Regions from separate parts of the Mus musculus genome. Here all the other regions are linked to region 5. A link is a contact called in public Hi-C and promoter capture Hi-C data. All regions are on one chromosome and are shown on one strand. The core of a region is the stretch at or near the end of the contact, and the rest is flanking DNA. Distances in the headings are between cores, read along the strand shown. Region 1 holds the start of Nek1 (NIMA (never in mitosis gene a)-related expressed kinase 1). Region 2 holds the start of Trappc11 (trafficking protein particle complex 11). Region 3 holds the start of Cdkn2aip (CDKN2A interacting protein). Region 4 holds the start of Ing2 (inhibitor of growth family, member 2). Region 5 holds the start of Spcs3 (signal peptidase complex subunit 3 homolog (S. cerevisiae)).

Region 1 (2,700 bases), core at 48-2,547, 6.5 Mb after region 5:
TCTACAGATCTTAGGCAAGGTCTATGCAGCCTCGGTAGTGTTCCATTCACACGAATGGAACAATGTGGACAGCAACTATGGCTGTATACAAAGACACTATCCTCTTCCTGCCTCAAGTATGGACTTCTAGAGTGCCATCCTCTAGCTCACTGAGTAGAGCTACTCGGGATGACACCAGGCTTGTTCTCAACTGTTTCAATTCCTGCATCGAATGATTTTTAGTCTACTGTACATCGTCAGTCCCTTCAGTATAAAGTGTATATACAGTAAACATAAAGGTGTAGGACACTGTAATGTAACTTTGTATTCTAAAAATTAAAGATAAAACTGCTTCGTTTAAGTTCACGAAGTAACTGTGGATATGTGCATAAGTTCAGGTCCCGGTGCTTGCAGAAGATGCTCCTGAAGTTGTTACAGGTGAGTTAACCAGACCAAGGTTTGCGTCCCAGAACCCTGGTCTTCTGTCTTCAGAGATGAGCTGTTTGAGCCATCCCTTAAAATAACTTTTTAAAGGGCATTGTACTTAAAGAAAAATTACTTGTAAATATTTGGCATCCTCAGTTAAGTAATGAGCGCTCAAATTAAAAGTACCTTATCTGTGTACCGTGTGGGAAAAAGTTGTTAATATGCTCTCTTCAGTCTGAGTCAGATTCCTGAGCGAAATTCCCGCCTTCACTCAGCCTAATTCTTTCCGGTTTTACTTTATTCTACCGACACCCGTCTTTCACATGCTCCTTTGAGCTTGGAGTACCTCACGCTCTCCCTTTGGTGCTTGGAGTTTTTAACTCTTGAAGTTGCTCCAGTCTCCACCTCCCCGCCCCCAGTCCCCGGTGCTTGCACCAATGCACTTGCCCAGTCCTTTCTCTAGTCCCAGTACTTCCTAGCTCTTTTGGCCCAAACATATTCCAATGGCCCCGCCCCTTGACGATGCCCCGCCCCATTCCCCCGTCCCCGATTCTGCCCTACCCATCCCCGGCTTGCTACGCTCCGCTCCCAAACCGCCCTTTTTAGCTTTTACCTACCACAGGCCCCCCACTCACTGCACCCTCTCCCTAGCCTCTCTCTCCTCTAGGCCGGCCTCTGGTCCTTCACGCTCCCCGCTAGCTCAGCTGCTGGCTGAGAGCCGGGTCCCACTAGCTTTCCTATTCCGTAACCCCGCCCTTCCCCGGAGCCCCGCCCCATCACTCTTAGTCCAGCCCCGCCCCGCACGTACAGTCCGTTCGCTTCGCCTGGCCCCGCCCCCCGCAGATCCCGGCTCCTCCCCTGCAGCGCCACAAGTCGGCTCCTGCGCGCTGACGTCACACGCCAGCGACAGTGACGCGAGGGCCGTTCCCCTCTCCTCAGCAGTAGCTCTATGGTTTCAGGGCGGCAACGTGCAGCGTCCTTACCTTGAGCCTGTGCAGTTGCCCTCACCCCGGAATCCATAGTCACTGTGACGAGGCGGGAGGACTTGGGCGACAGGTAGCCTCCCAGTCCCACACGCTGCGGGTCCGCGCCTGGCCAAGCCACCTCGACCTGTGAAGTTGGGGGCGGTACCCAGCAACTCCCCCTGTGCAGCCGCCGTTTCCAAGGGGTCAGGAACCGCTGTGTTTGTTTCGTCCGCGTAGCCAGGGCGGGTCGCGGAGTACTGTGCCTGACCCGACGGTGGCAAGTCTGACGCGTCAGCCAGAGACCGGTGCCCGGTGTAGGAGTCGCAGCCTGGGCTGTGAGCGGCTGCTGGGTAGACAGACTTGCTTTCTCTTACAGCATGTCATTTCCAAAATGCATCGTGGTGCTTCTGCCTTAAGTCCTATAGGAAGACACTGCCGCCACTAGACCGGTGCTTATGGTCGCCACTGTTATTCTGACTCAGGTCCCGTGTCATTGAGGTGAGTTGCGCGTGGGAAAGCAGTGACAGGCAGACAAGCAGAATGGTGAACTCACCGGGAGTGAGGAGACCTGTATAGATCTGTGGAGTGCATGGATACTCGCCTTAAGTGTTTGCGCCTAAAGCACCTTCTCCTTAAGTTGTTAATGGGGAGGACTTGTGTATGGCTCAAGGCAATTCTTTGGTATTCTAAAAAGATAACGCTCTCTTAAGAGACGATAAACTAATCTAAGTAGATGATAAGTCACTTAAATAGATTAGATTAGATGCCTGTATATTTTAATGAGAAAAATAGCAGTTAACTGGTTACCCTAAAGCTTTCCATGGTTTGACACAATTTCCACGTGTAAAGTATTAAAAGTTTTGCCACTTTAATAATTCAGTGTAACTTTGGGAAGGGGTCTTGGGGATTGGATGACAGGAACTCATTTTTGCTAGGCAGGTGATCTGCCACTGAGTTATATACCCTGCCCAATGTTTTATTCTTCCCTGTAAGATCTCCCTAGAAGCAGAAATATTTTTACTGCCTACATAAATCACATCGGAAATGTTTGTGAAGGCTTAAAAGCCCTAGTCCATCTGAGCTTTCACGGTGATGGGCTTTGCTTATGCTGCAGTAAGTGGAGGTGATGGGCAGCAGCCAGATGGAAAAAGAAGCAGTTCTTTGTTTCTAGTTTCTAGGATCTAGAGGTCTACATTTAAAATGGCCTCTTGTTCTGGTGAAACCAGAGTAACAGATTTTGTGGGGAAACTGGTTTTTACACTGAAAAAGAAAGTCTGTCAGAAATCTGATGAAGGCTGTGGGACTTAACCACAGTTCTTTTGAGGTCGTG
Region 2 (2,700 bases), core at 17-2,516, 7.0 Mb before region 5:
TAGAATAAACTTGCAAAGTTTTAAAATTAGCACCACCTGAGAGGTATACAGCATGAATCAAAGAAAAAAAAAGTCAAAATTTCCAGCAGTTATGTTAGAAGGGAAAAGAGAAGTTGGCTCAGAAAGCACTCCTGAAAACCCATCATTGGAGAGGCAGAGGCAGGGGGCAGTTTCAGGCCAGCCAGGGCTATGGAGATATCAAAGACAGCCTCCCAACTCCCCCCCAAAAGAAAAAGAAAGATGTGGGATTTTAGATATATTCTATTTTAGCCAACAATATTTTCCAAACATCATTATAAGTTATCGATGAACTTGTAAAAACCTATTTGTGCATTGTCTTCAAGCCTGTGCGTATTTTATAGGAACTGCACACCCTCCGTTAAACTAGCAGATTTCAAGTGCTCTCTAGCCTTCCCTTAGTTACTGGCTCTCACAGCTGACAGTGTAAATCTTTTCCAACAACGTCATGAAAACTACACCAGCAATCCCGGCTTTATTCTACCTTACAAGCTTGGACACTTGCAATGGTCCTGACTATGCTGTAGGAAAATTTAAAAAGGAACGGAACAGGACAAGTGTTGACTGAATAGATTTCAGTGACACACAGGAAAGAAATCGCTTCCTGATTTCCCGGAAAATAATGGAGAAACCAAGCAAACCATTGACAGAGAGGGAACATGGAGAAGTACAAAGTTAAGTCCTCAGCACCAGATCACCTCGTCAGTGCAATCTATCATAGAAGAGAAACAAGCTAACCCAATCAGAGTATCTACTAAAGAAGACGGCTATCAATAAACAGGTGGTTTGGGATGCAAGTCACCGGCTAACAAGCAAGGATTCAGAGACATCCGATTGCAAAACGCTCAAATGAAGAACCAAAGGGCTGTCCCTAGGATCTCAGCATTAGGCTCTAGTAGCTGCCACTGGGCAAGGAGAATAACCTCAAAGTCCTAGAAACTGACATTATTTTCCTCCACCACTCCCACCTCTCTGGCAATAATTCTTTGCAGGGGAAGGAGAAACGCCAAGATTGCATCGGTGGACGCCAAGGGGAAACGCAGGCCACCAAGCCAGCCGGGATAGCCTGGCCTGGAAGGTCTCTGGGCCCAACTCACCCTGGCCGCACGCCCTGGACCCGCTGCAGCTGCGGCGAGTCGCCGTCAGCCCCGAAAGAGGCAAGAGAGCCAGGCAGGGGCGTCTAGGAATGCGGCCACCGACAAGCAACAGCCCCAGCCGCAGACCGGGCGACAGAAGGCGACACTTCCTTTTCCCCGCCTCCGCTGGCACAGGAAGCACTTCCTGGGCTTGAGTGACAGCACTCCACACCAGTCCTGGAATAGAACGGGTTTCCTTGTTAGGAAGGTGTTCCATTTCCTAGAGGAGAAAGAGTTGGGGGCGGAAAGAGAAGGAGCCAATAGGAGACGCGATCGTGAGAAGGGGCGGGGCTTCCTCGGTACCGCCCATCAGTAACTGGTCAGAGGTCTAGGTGTCCCTTAACGTGATCCCGGTTCCCGATCACACATAACGCGATCCTGGGTTCCCGGCCCACAATCGACTGCCGGTGGCTTGGTGCTGCCGAGGATCTGGAGCGCACGAGGTCGTACCCACGGCTGCGAGGAGGATTTCTCTAGACCGAGGCGCGGAAACGGGGTGCCCCGGCCTCCCGCCCGCTGCCCGCCCGTTCATCGCGGTAGCGAACGCCGTGCGCCCGGCACGATGGGTGCCAACGAGGACCAAGAGGTGAGAACCCAGGACTAGACACCCCTGTCCCGGCGCAGGTCACGACGTGGAGCACCCAGACTTCGCACGTGTCCTTTGCTCTGAGAACCTTCTTCGCCTGTCCGGATGTCCCACGTTGGTGGTTCCCCTGCCAGATAGCACTGGGCAACCTTATGGCCAGCAAGCACGAATGGGTTACGTGAGACTCAGCCTCCCGCTTCCCTCATTTGTCATTTTTGTATTTAGGTCTTCCTAGATTTCCTTGGTAAGATGAGTGTCCTTGGTCCACGACCCTAGAGCACTTGGCCGTCCTTAAATCCCTTGTGTGGCTTAGCGCTTGTGTGTCGAGTTATTCTGTCTTCAAATCTGAACGCCTTTAAATTTGAAAACTTGTGGTCTCGTGGAAAGGGTCGATCGAGTAAGTAAAATCTCTACAGAAAAATGAATGACCCTGGTGTTTCGGTTTCTGTCCATAATGCTCAGTGAAGTCACTCCTCAGTCTGTTGTTGAGGGATATACAATATTTTTGAGCATCCTCATGTCAATCAGAATTTTGTAGTTTGTGTTTTGGTTTTTGTTGTTGTTGTTATTGGTGGTGGTGGTTTGTTTGCTTTGCAAAATATCAAAGTCGGAAGGAATAGGTCCTATAAATCACCTGTCATTGAACTTTCCAACTCTGTAATGTGTCCAGATGAAAAAGGAAAAAGAGCACCCTAGCTTGGTGAACGTGGTAGAGTAAGGATTAGAAGATAAATCCCACCTGGCGGTAGTGGTGTACGCCTTTAATCCCAGTGTTAGGGTGGCAGAGGCAGGCTGATGTCAGAGTTTGAGACTAGCCTGGTGTTCCAAAAATGCCTTCTCAAACAAAGAAGACAAATCTTATGTAGCAGTAGACTCCTTGTGTAGTAGTAGATACATAGTAATTTGTTGTTTGTTTTGAATATGTTGCTTAAAAATTAACATTTGACAATGTGGGTGTTA
Region 3 (2,700 bases), core at 5-2,504, 6.8 Mb before region 5:
ATCTAAAAGTTAATCAAATTCAGCACCAAAACAGACAGACAGACTCAGACAGACACACATACACACACAGTGTAGCTTTAACATTTTAACTAGATTAATACAGCATACACATTCTGGATTGTTAAAAAAAATTAGTAATGACAGCGATTCCTAATTTTATAAAGCATATTTTCTAAACTCCTATGTATGTTCACATCTATGATCTGCTAACCATTGCTACTTGATATCCCTCTTTTCTTCACCTTGGCAACCAGTTCGTCTCGTGTGGTATGGATTGGAGCATCTGTCACTTTGATGCCTTCAGCCATACTAAGAATTTTATCCATAACTTTTTGAGGGTACCTGAAAAAGAAGCAAAAGTCGCTCTCAAGAAGTGGTTTGTTTTTGTTGTTGTTATGCTTTATTTTTTTTTTTCCGAAAGTACTGGCAGCGTGAGGAATGCAGGAGTGCGCAGACTGCATTTCCTGGTCGTGATCAAAGTGTACGAACCGCGCGACAATCGAAGATGGCCCAGACGAATGCCCTAAGGGCTCGGGAGGCGGGTCTGTGCCAGGGAACCTTTAAACTCGGGGTCTCCCGGGCAGATACTGTCAGCTAAGCACCAACAACTCCATCTGCCGGGCGCATACCACCCGGACGCCCGGCAACTGTGAGGTCGGGGACAGCCCCGGACGCCCTTCCTGCTCTCCCTCCGAGGACCCACAGTGTCACACCGATTCCCGCGCTTCCCAAGCGGCCCTCCCCAGCGTCGCCGGTCCCCGCGAAAGCGCTCCCCGGCCAGCGGCAGGGGGCGTGGAGCAAAGCCCGGAAGGCTGGCTGGAGAGCGACGCTCCCTCCACTCACCGGCACCCTAGGAAGACATGGTTCGCCCAGGCCATGGAGAAGGAGACCAGCTGCTGGAGCTGCCGAGTGCGGGCTCCGCTCTCCGCGTCCGCAGTCTCGTCGGTGGCGGGGACCAGGTCCCCGGCATTGCGAAGCAGAAACTCCCGGCGGTGGCGCCAGTGTTTGTCCGTCTCGCCCTCGCAGCGCAGCGTCTCCACCCAGGCGGCTACCCGCGGGTTTTGGCTCAGGTACTCGGACACCTCCTGCGCCATGTTGGGGACCCTGCGGGACGGGGAGAGCGCAAGCGCACGGAGCCCCGGGGGCGAAGCGGCCCTGTGTCAGCGCGGCCTGCACCGGCGGCCCTCCCGAGAACGCCCCTCCAGGAGCCCAAACCCCAAACAACAGAACAAGGCGCCGACGAACCGCCCACTTCCGCCGGCCACCGCCTCGCTCCCTTTTATAACCTCGCCGCCGCCGCTGCCGCCGCGCGCACACGCGACCTTCCGGCGCGAGCGCGTCCTCCCAGGATGCTTTGCAGCGCCCAGTCGCCAGCGACTCGCTCGGCGGTCGCGCCGGCGGAGGCGGGGCCGAGGCGACTTCAGCGGCCAGCGGCCCTCCCCGCCCTCGGCGCCTAGGGGCGGCCGCTGGGGCGTTCCGCCGGCGCTTTGTGACGCCGCGCTCCGGGGGGCCGGGAGAGGGGGGCGGTGGGACAAAGCGGGCGGAGCGCGGAGACCTGGAGGCGTCCGAGTTGCCGCCCCGCCCCTCCTGCGCGTTCCGCCCTCGGACGCTCGCGGTCGCACGCGGCCAAAATAAACAAAAGCTGGCTTCCGCGCCTGCGCCCTGCCGCGAAAGCCGCTGAACCCTTGGGCCCGAGGCTCGGAAGGTCTCCGGGCGTTTGGGGACCTGCGGATGCCTTGTGGGATGGGGACAATAAAAGTACCGAGCACGGTTGTAACTTAACGACGAGCACAAGCGGCTCCTCCAGTTGGATCTAACCGGCTCTTTGAAACCAGGCCTTTGCGCTTGCGCCCCACGATCTGGCTGGGTTTCCGCGGTTTCTTAAGTTCCTGGTTCAACCCGCTTCCTCTCCCTTAACGCTTTTGGTCCCCGAACTATAAATGACCCCGTGCCAACTGGTTTTAACTGTTAATCCCGGTTGGACCAAAATGGAAATGTATCTGCTTATCTCGTCCTGGCCTCAGTCCTCAAGAGCAACTGCTTCTGCATTTGTTTTGTTTTGTTTTATGAGTTCGATTTTTTGCTTGCATGTGTGTCTGTGCTACATGTGTGGGCCTGGTGCCCTTGGAGGCAAGAGAGCAATGGCTCTCCTGGAGTTGAGTTGACCCAGGATTTTGAGCGCCCTGTGGGTGCTGGGAATTGAACCCAGCGCCCTGTGGGTGCTGGAGGTCTTCTCTAAGATCTCGTACTACTGAGCCATCTCTCCAACCCATGGATTTTTTTTTCTGGCGTGTTTATTAACATTTCCAAGTCTAGGTATGTGTCAATAAATCAAAGGATCAATGTAATAATATGAGATAGTGATAAATTATGTAATTGAATTTTCCCTCAATAGATTTTTGCGTTTTGTTGTGAAAATGCTTAAATCAGAATAATCACGCAAAAATTCAGTCATTTGGTTACTAAACTTGATAGCCATGGGCCTGTGCCCCAACACTGTTCAGCTCCAATAAGGCAATTAGAAGGGACACGTTAGTAGTGGAAAGCAGGAAAAGGCTTTCAAAGAGGCCACACTGGCAAGGAGAGACAAAGCACCCCTTTAATTCCAGCACTCTGGAGCAGAGGCAGGGGGATCTCTGTGAGTTGAGGCCAGTCTGGTCTACAGAGCTAGTTTCAGGACTCCACAAAAGAACCCCTTTC
Region 4 (2,700 bases), core at 100-2,599, 6.9 Mb before region 5:
ACTCACACACACACGCACACACACACACGGACGCACACACATACACAACACACACACCCCTTCTCCGTCTCGCCCTGCGGGGGAACCCCTCCCCCTTTAACCATTTGGCAGTAGCCGAAGAAGGGCTGAGTGAGACACCGGGCGGCCCGGAACTTTCCCCGGGGCGAGAGGGAAGCACAGACCGTCCCAGTCCCGCGCCACGCCGGGAGCTGGAGGGGGGTGGGGGTGGGGGGAGAGGCATCTCCCGAGTCCACCTCCGCCGTCCTCTCGCCCCCTCCCCCCCATACGTTCCAATGCATCTGCTCGCAGACGGAGGGAGCCCCAGCAGGCAAGGGGCTAAGCAGGCCCAGCACCCCGGTCCAGCCCCGCAACCCTGCTCGTTGCACACTCTCCAGCCCCGGGCAGGACAGTGTGCGGCACCCAACCGGCAGGCACCGGAACAAATGCTCGCTTAAAAATGGCTGATTCCCGTCCGCGGCAGCTGCAGCCAGCCGCCGGAGCTGCAACGGGGGCTGACGGACGGGCGGTCCTCGGAAGTCCTCGTCAGCCGCAGCCGGGACAGGGAGGGCCGCGAGTGTGCTGTGCCGTCCCCCCACCCAGACACACACACACACACACACAACCGCTTCCCGGCCCCACACACCAGATCGCTCGGTGCACTCGGCGCACACTGTCACCCGAAAGAAGGGAAAGTACCTTGGTATTTGTTGTCCAGCTCCCGCAGCACCGACACGTTCCTCTGCATGTCGTGGGGCAGCGACTCCACACACTCCAGGTAGTCCTGCACGTAGCAGGAGAGCAGCCGGCTCCGCTCTCCGGTCAGGAGCGCGGCCGACGAGTACAGCTGCTGCTGCTGCTGCTGCCCTAACATCCTGCCGCCGCCACCACCACCACCGCCGCCGCCGCCGCTGCTGCTGCTCCTCGCCGCCGCCGCCGCCGCCGCCTCCGCATCCAGCAGCCACACATGCAACAGCCACGACCGCCGCTCCTCCGCTCGGCAGCCCGGCGCCGCGGGGACACGGCCGCCGCTCGAGAGGGCACCGCCGAGTCCCCCGATCTCCACTCCCCCAAGAAGAAGCCCTTACTCCCCGCCCCCGCGGTAACAAGCCCAGGGGCGGGGCGAGACCGGGGCTCCCTCCGGCCCCCTCCCTCTCTAGGAGAGCGAGCAGCGGGGTTCCCCGCGGCCGATGGCGCCGGGGCTCCCAGGCAGCGACGCTGGCTGTCCCCCCCGGGGACTCCCCAGACACTACCGGGGCTGCCCGGTCGCCCGGATCCCCGTGACAAGCCCCTCGCTACCCTCTCGCCTCTCTATCAGCCTCCGTGCCTGTCGGAGTCTCACAGGACTAGTCCCCGCCCCTTGGCCAGCGACCGCATCTGCGCCTGCGCAGCACTCACTCCTAATAAGGCTGGGGCCCCGCCCCTATCGTCCTACCGAAGAGTTCGCATTCTCCCGCCTTCCCTGCGCCACCCGGGCGATTGGTCTGTCAGCTCTCGCCTGGGGGCGGGGGGAGGGTGCGGAGGCCGGCCAAACGGCAGGCCGCGCCCCGCCCCCTCTTAAAGGGACCGCATGGCTGAGCCTGCCCCCTTCGACCGAAGTCCTGACGGTTGCCCCCGAGAGGCCGGGCGACCGCTCTCTTCGTTTCTGTTCCCCTACAGGGATAGGAAGCGCCGGCTCGGCTCGCTCGGCCCCGAGTTACCGACCTTGCCTCCATCTGGCGGATCCAGCGCCTCCCTCGCGAGCCTCCAAGACAGCAGCGAGCGGCCCCTGGGCGCCGCTGGCCGAGTGAGGCCTGAGGGGGAACTAAGGCGACCCAGGGTGCAGCGGGCGCGGCTCCGGGCATGCGCGGCGACTTCCCGCCGAGCGCCCCGCGGCCACGGTCCCGGAGCACCGGGGCGGACCGCGGAGGTAGGCGGTGCGCCCTCTGCCCTTTTAAATGCGGACTCCCCGCCTTGCGTGCGGCCCCTCCACCCCCCAGCGCCGGGGTGGCTCTCAGGGTCTGCTCCCCCTCCTCGCGCTTAAGAGTTTGGTTTAGGGAGGTGGCAAGGCTGCACGCCGCCCCGGTCCCCAGTCCCAAACCATCTTAAGGAAACTGTTGTCAGATGTCGAATCGCCTAGGCATCACCCGCCAGCGAGGACACACAGTCCTCACTGTCTTTTCACTCGGCTTCACCACTAGCCAGCAGGGGATCAGTGCAGATGGGATTAGAAATCGGATCAACCACCGAGTGCGGTGCTTTCCGTGTGAGGGATTATCCGCCTTACTCCCCCAGTACCATCAGTGAAATGCCGGTAGGAGGAGCTCACTGTAATTACGGATAGACTTCCGGAATGTATATAAATATGTGAGCTGTTTTGGTTTTGGTTCTCCCCCCCCCCCCCAACCGAAATAGGTATAAGAAAGAGTAGTCGCTTAATTCAGATGAGATGCCCAATGGGAGCGGCGTCTTTGAATGAGAAGAGAGAAAACGCCAGAGTGCTAAGTTTGGGTGCTCTTGCCCGGTTTGCAGCGCTATACCTGTTGCCCGGCCTGTTCAGCACACTTTCATACAGTGGGGTATATTAAGCAGCTGTTGGGATGCCAAGGGAAACCTAGGTCCTGGTCTAGATGAAAATTTGGATTTCGACAAAACACAACGCGGAATTCGGCGTCCTGAGGACAAGGGCTATATTGGAAGGCCTGGGAACTAATGTGTTAATGT
Region 5 (2,700 bases), core at 196-2,695:
TTGTCTGAAAATAAATATTATAATTCAATACAAGAGAAGGCAGTCAGTGGTTTTCATCTGCCTAACGAGGAGCCCTGAGAGAACACAAGGGAAGAGAAAAAAATAAAACTAAAAAGAAAAACGGAAACACAAATACTTTATGCGGAGCAGGCCACAAGATAATCTGGAACGCAGCACCTGATTATAAGCACATGCCATATGTCAGAGCCAACATGCACTTTCCACAATTATCTGAAATCCATACAACAATCCTTCCAGTGACTTTCTTCACTTACAACAAATGTTAACACCTGCGACTGCAAGAAACCTGTTTAAGATCACAATGTTTAATATGTTTCAAGTTTATCTAGGTCACCACAGAAGGTGATGGCAGGGCCGGTATCTAAGCTACGTCTATTTAAATCACCAATAGTACCTAACAAAAAGTGTTGGGGATAAAAATGAAAAATCAAAAGCAGCAGCAGTAGTAAGAGGAGACACTTACTGGTGATTCTGACAAACAAATTAGTAAACCAAGGCTAAAAGAACGGGCAGATTGTAGAGGACAGTTCACACAGAGCATACAGGAATTAAAACCACTGCGTGAAAGATAAAAGTGCCAGAAAAATGGAGGGAAATGCTATAAATAAAACAGGCAGTACGGGAAAAGAACAGTCATTTCGAAATTCTATTTTTAATGTCTCCTAAGACTTATTCAGGTTGCTGGCTAAAGAATGACGTTAAAAATAACAAGAAACTGGGATGTTTAAACCGCCCCTGTGCATCCTGCACATCCTAACTTCAAGGCAGCAGCTGCCAAGTAGTGTGTCCACGAGGGACAGACAGACGTCTTCAGGGACTGTCAAAGAGAACCAACTGGGGCTGGACGTGACACCAGAGCCACCCACCGAGGCGCCTGGATGGACACCCAGGCCAGGGGGGACTGGGGACTGGCTGAGGTCCCCACGCGCGCTTGCAGGCGGGGAGGCGCCGGGCGGAAGCGCGGGTGTGGGTGTGCTGTTGTGTTGCTCCCTCATTGGCCCGGGTGGGTGAGGGACGTGCAGAACAGGAAGGAAGGGGAGCGCTGACCCAGGCCACTCGGGAGACGACCGCGCAGGGCTGGGGTCTGAGGGCCCCGGGACGCGCGTCCGCGGAGTGGACGGCCCGCGGCGAAGCCCTCGGGGACCGCGCACACAGCCCCGGGCGGGGCCGGCCGGCCGGCCGCACTCACAGCATGATCCGCGAGACGTGCAGCCGCACTGGGACGCTCCTGTCTTTGAAGGCGGTGGTGATGAAGCAGCCGAAGGTGAGCGCCGCCATCACGCTCAGCGAGAAGGCGAACAGGGAGTTCGCGCGCGACAGGACGGTGTTCATCGTGGCGACCTTTCCCTCCCGGGCCCCGGCTCCCACACTCGCACTTCAGGCTCTGCTTCCCGCGGCCGACCAGTCCCCGCCCACCCGCGCATCGGGTGCGCACGTCCCGCCCCGCCCCCTTTCCGGTCCTCCGACGGGAGCGCGCACGCTCCCACACCCTCTGGGTCCCACCCACTGGGCGGCCGTGCACGCGCCGGAAGGCGGTGCTTTCAGTGAATCCGCCAATCATCAAAGAGCACGGGGGTTGGGCTTTGCCACGGGGGTGTGGGGGGAGACCCGCCTCCTCCACTGCTCAGTTGTTCCATGGCCTCTGTGGCTTGGTAGGGAAGTAGCATTTTGCGAGTTGACCTTCAGTTAAGTTTATAGGGACAGCGGCCCCTTAACTGTTCTGTGGTAGTCACTTTTCAAAACGCGTGGTCCCAGCTCACCTCTATCAAAGCTGGTAAAGTTGGACATTTTTGGAAAGGAGGAAAAATGAAATCAATCAGGCACCTAAATAGCAGTCAGGGACACCAGTGTTGGTATGCAGCCTTCGCACTAGACAATTAGTCAAATCCCTGTTGCTTTGCTTTCAACAGAGAACCGAACCTCTACTTAAGTTACGTGTTTTATACCACAATCCCAAATATTTCCACTTATCCAAAATAGGTTGTTGTACAACAGCTGCTGTAAACCATGAAACGGTGTTAATGAGAAACTGATATTGATTAAACTCCTCTCAGTCATTACCATGCAATTAATTTTCATACAGCATACAGGCAGGATCATTAAGAATTGCCTAGTGCATATTCTAGGCCTCGAATGGAGAGTGTAACAGAATAGACCCTGGCTCAAATAGAATAGAGCCAATAAATGAAATATGTAGCAGTTATAGTCAGAGTGGTCTTTAGATGTGTTTAAAACCTTGGTTATTCAATCTCTCGGGTAGCCACACTGTATTCAGTGAAGGAAGGTTTTAATAAATAGTTACTGTGCTGCAAGTGAGACACAAAAGTATATTGATCACTTTGTATAAACCCTACTGAGGTTTATAACTGAGTAAAGTTATCAAAATCAAAGCAGCAGCTTAAATTATAAAACAGGTATAAATACTGAGGGATGCTACATAGTGCTAGAGACAAAATGAGGAAGCCATGTATGTGGTGAGACAGAACAAATCAACCCACACACTACCTAGTATTATTACTATAGAGTAACTTAGAGAAAGGATGCCTCTTGTTACAGATGATGAGTGCCAGGATACATGCTATGAAATATACTGAACACTTAGAGGTATATGTAAGACACACCCAATAATCTGTTCCCAGTAGGTAAAGAAGTACCTGTGAAACAAAAGACTGAAGTGTA

What was found. Promoter capture Hi-C pulls out the DNA fragments that hold promoters and counts their contacts. Hi-C and Micro-C count contacts between places; a contact is called where the count stands out from the background.
Region 1: a contact with region 5 is called in a Hi-C map of CD4 T cells, with 7 times the contacts expected there. The contact joins the promoter of Nek1 here to the promoter of Spcs3 in region 5. A contact is called at or near these places in 1 of 39 promoter capture datasets (pre-B cells) and 1 of 484 Hi-C or Micro-C datasets (CD4 T cells).
Region 2: a promoter capture Hi-C map of pre-B cells shows a contact between it and region 5, with 2.6 times the contacts expected there. The contact joins the promoter of Trappc11 here to the promoter of Spcs3 in region 5. A contact is called at or near these places in 1 of 39 promoter capture datasets (pre-B cells) and 1 of 484 Hi-C or Micro-C datasets (CD4 T cells).
Region 3: a Hi-C map of neutrophils shows a contact between it and region 5, with 19 times the contacts expected there. The contact joins the promoter of Cdkn2aip here to the promoter of Spcs3 in region 5.
Region 4: a contact with region 5 is called in a Hi-C map of regulatory T cells, with 11 times the contacts expected there. The contact joins the promoter of Ing2 here to the promoter of Spcs3 in region 5. A contact is called at or near these places in 1 of 39 promoter capture datasets (pre-B cells) and 2 of 484 Hi-C or Micro-C datasets (CD4 T cells and regulatory T cells).

The regions. Positions count from the first base shown.
Region 1 is chr8:60,991,896-60,994,595 of GRCm38.p6, forward strand. It overlaps Nek1 (NIMA (never in mitosis gene a)-related expressed kinase 1), which reads left to right and starts at 1,298. Exons shown (of 33, transcript NM_175089.4): 1 at 1,298-1,868.
Region 2 is chr8:47,532,204-47,534,903 of GRCm38.p6, forward strand. It overlaps Trappc11 (trafficking protein particle complex 11), which reads right to left and starts at 1,267. Exons shown (of 30, transcript NM_177240.3): 1 at 1,116-1,267. Rwdd4a (RWD domain containing 4A) reads left to right here and starts at 1,442. Exons shown (of 8, transcript NM_203507.3): 1 at 1,442-1,740. The coding sequence starts at 1,717.
Region 3 is chr8:47,712,677-47,715,376 of GRCm38.p6, forward strand. Cdkn2aip (CDKN2A interacting protein) reads right to left here and starts at 1,255. Exons shown (of 3, transcript NM_172407.3): 1 at 844-1,255; 2 at 212-342. The coding sequence starts at 1,094.
Region 4 is chr8:47,673,810-47,676,509 of GRCm38.p6, forward strand. It overlaps Ing2 (inhibitor of growth family, member 2), which reads right to left and starts at 1,350. Exons shown (of 2, transcript NM_023503.3): 1 at 697-1,350. The coding sequence starts at 871. It overlaps AA386476 (expressed sequence AA386476), which reads left to right and starts at 1,582. Exons shown (of 1, transcript NR_166692.1): 1 at 1,582-2,700.
Region 5 is chr8:54,528,553-54,531,252 of GRCm38.p6, forward strand. Spcs3 (signal peptidase complex subunit 3 homolog (S. cerevisiae)) reads right to left here and starts at 1,446. Exons shown (of 5, transcript NM_029701.1): 1 at 1,211-1,446. The coding sequence starts at 1,353.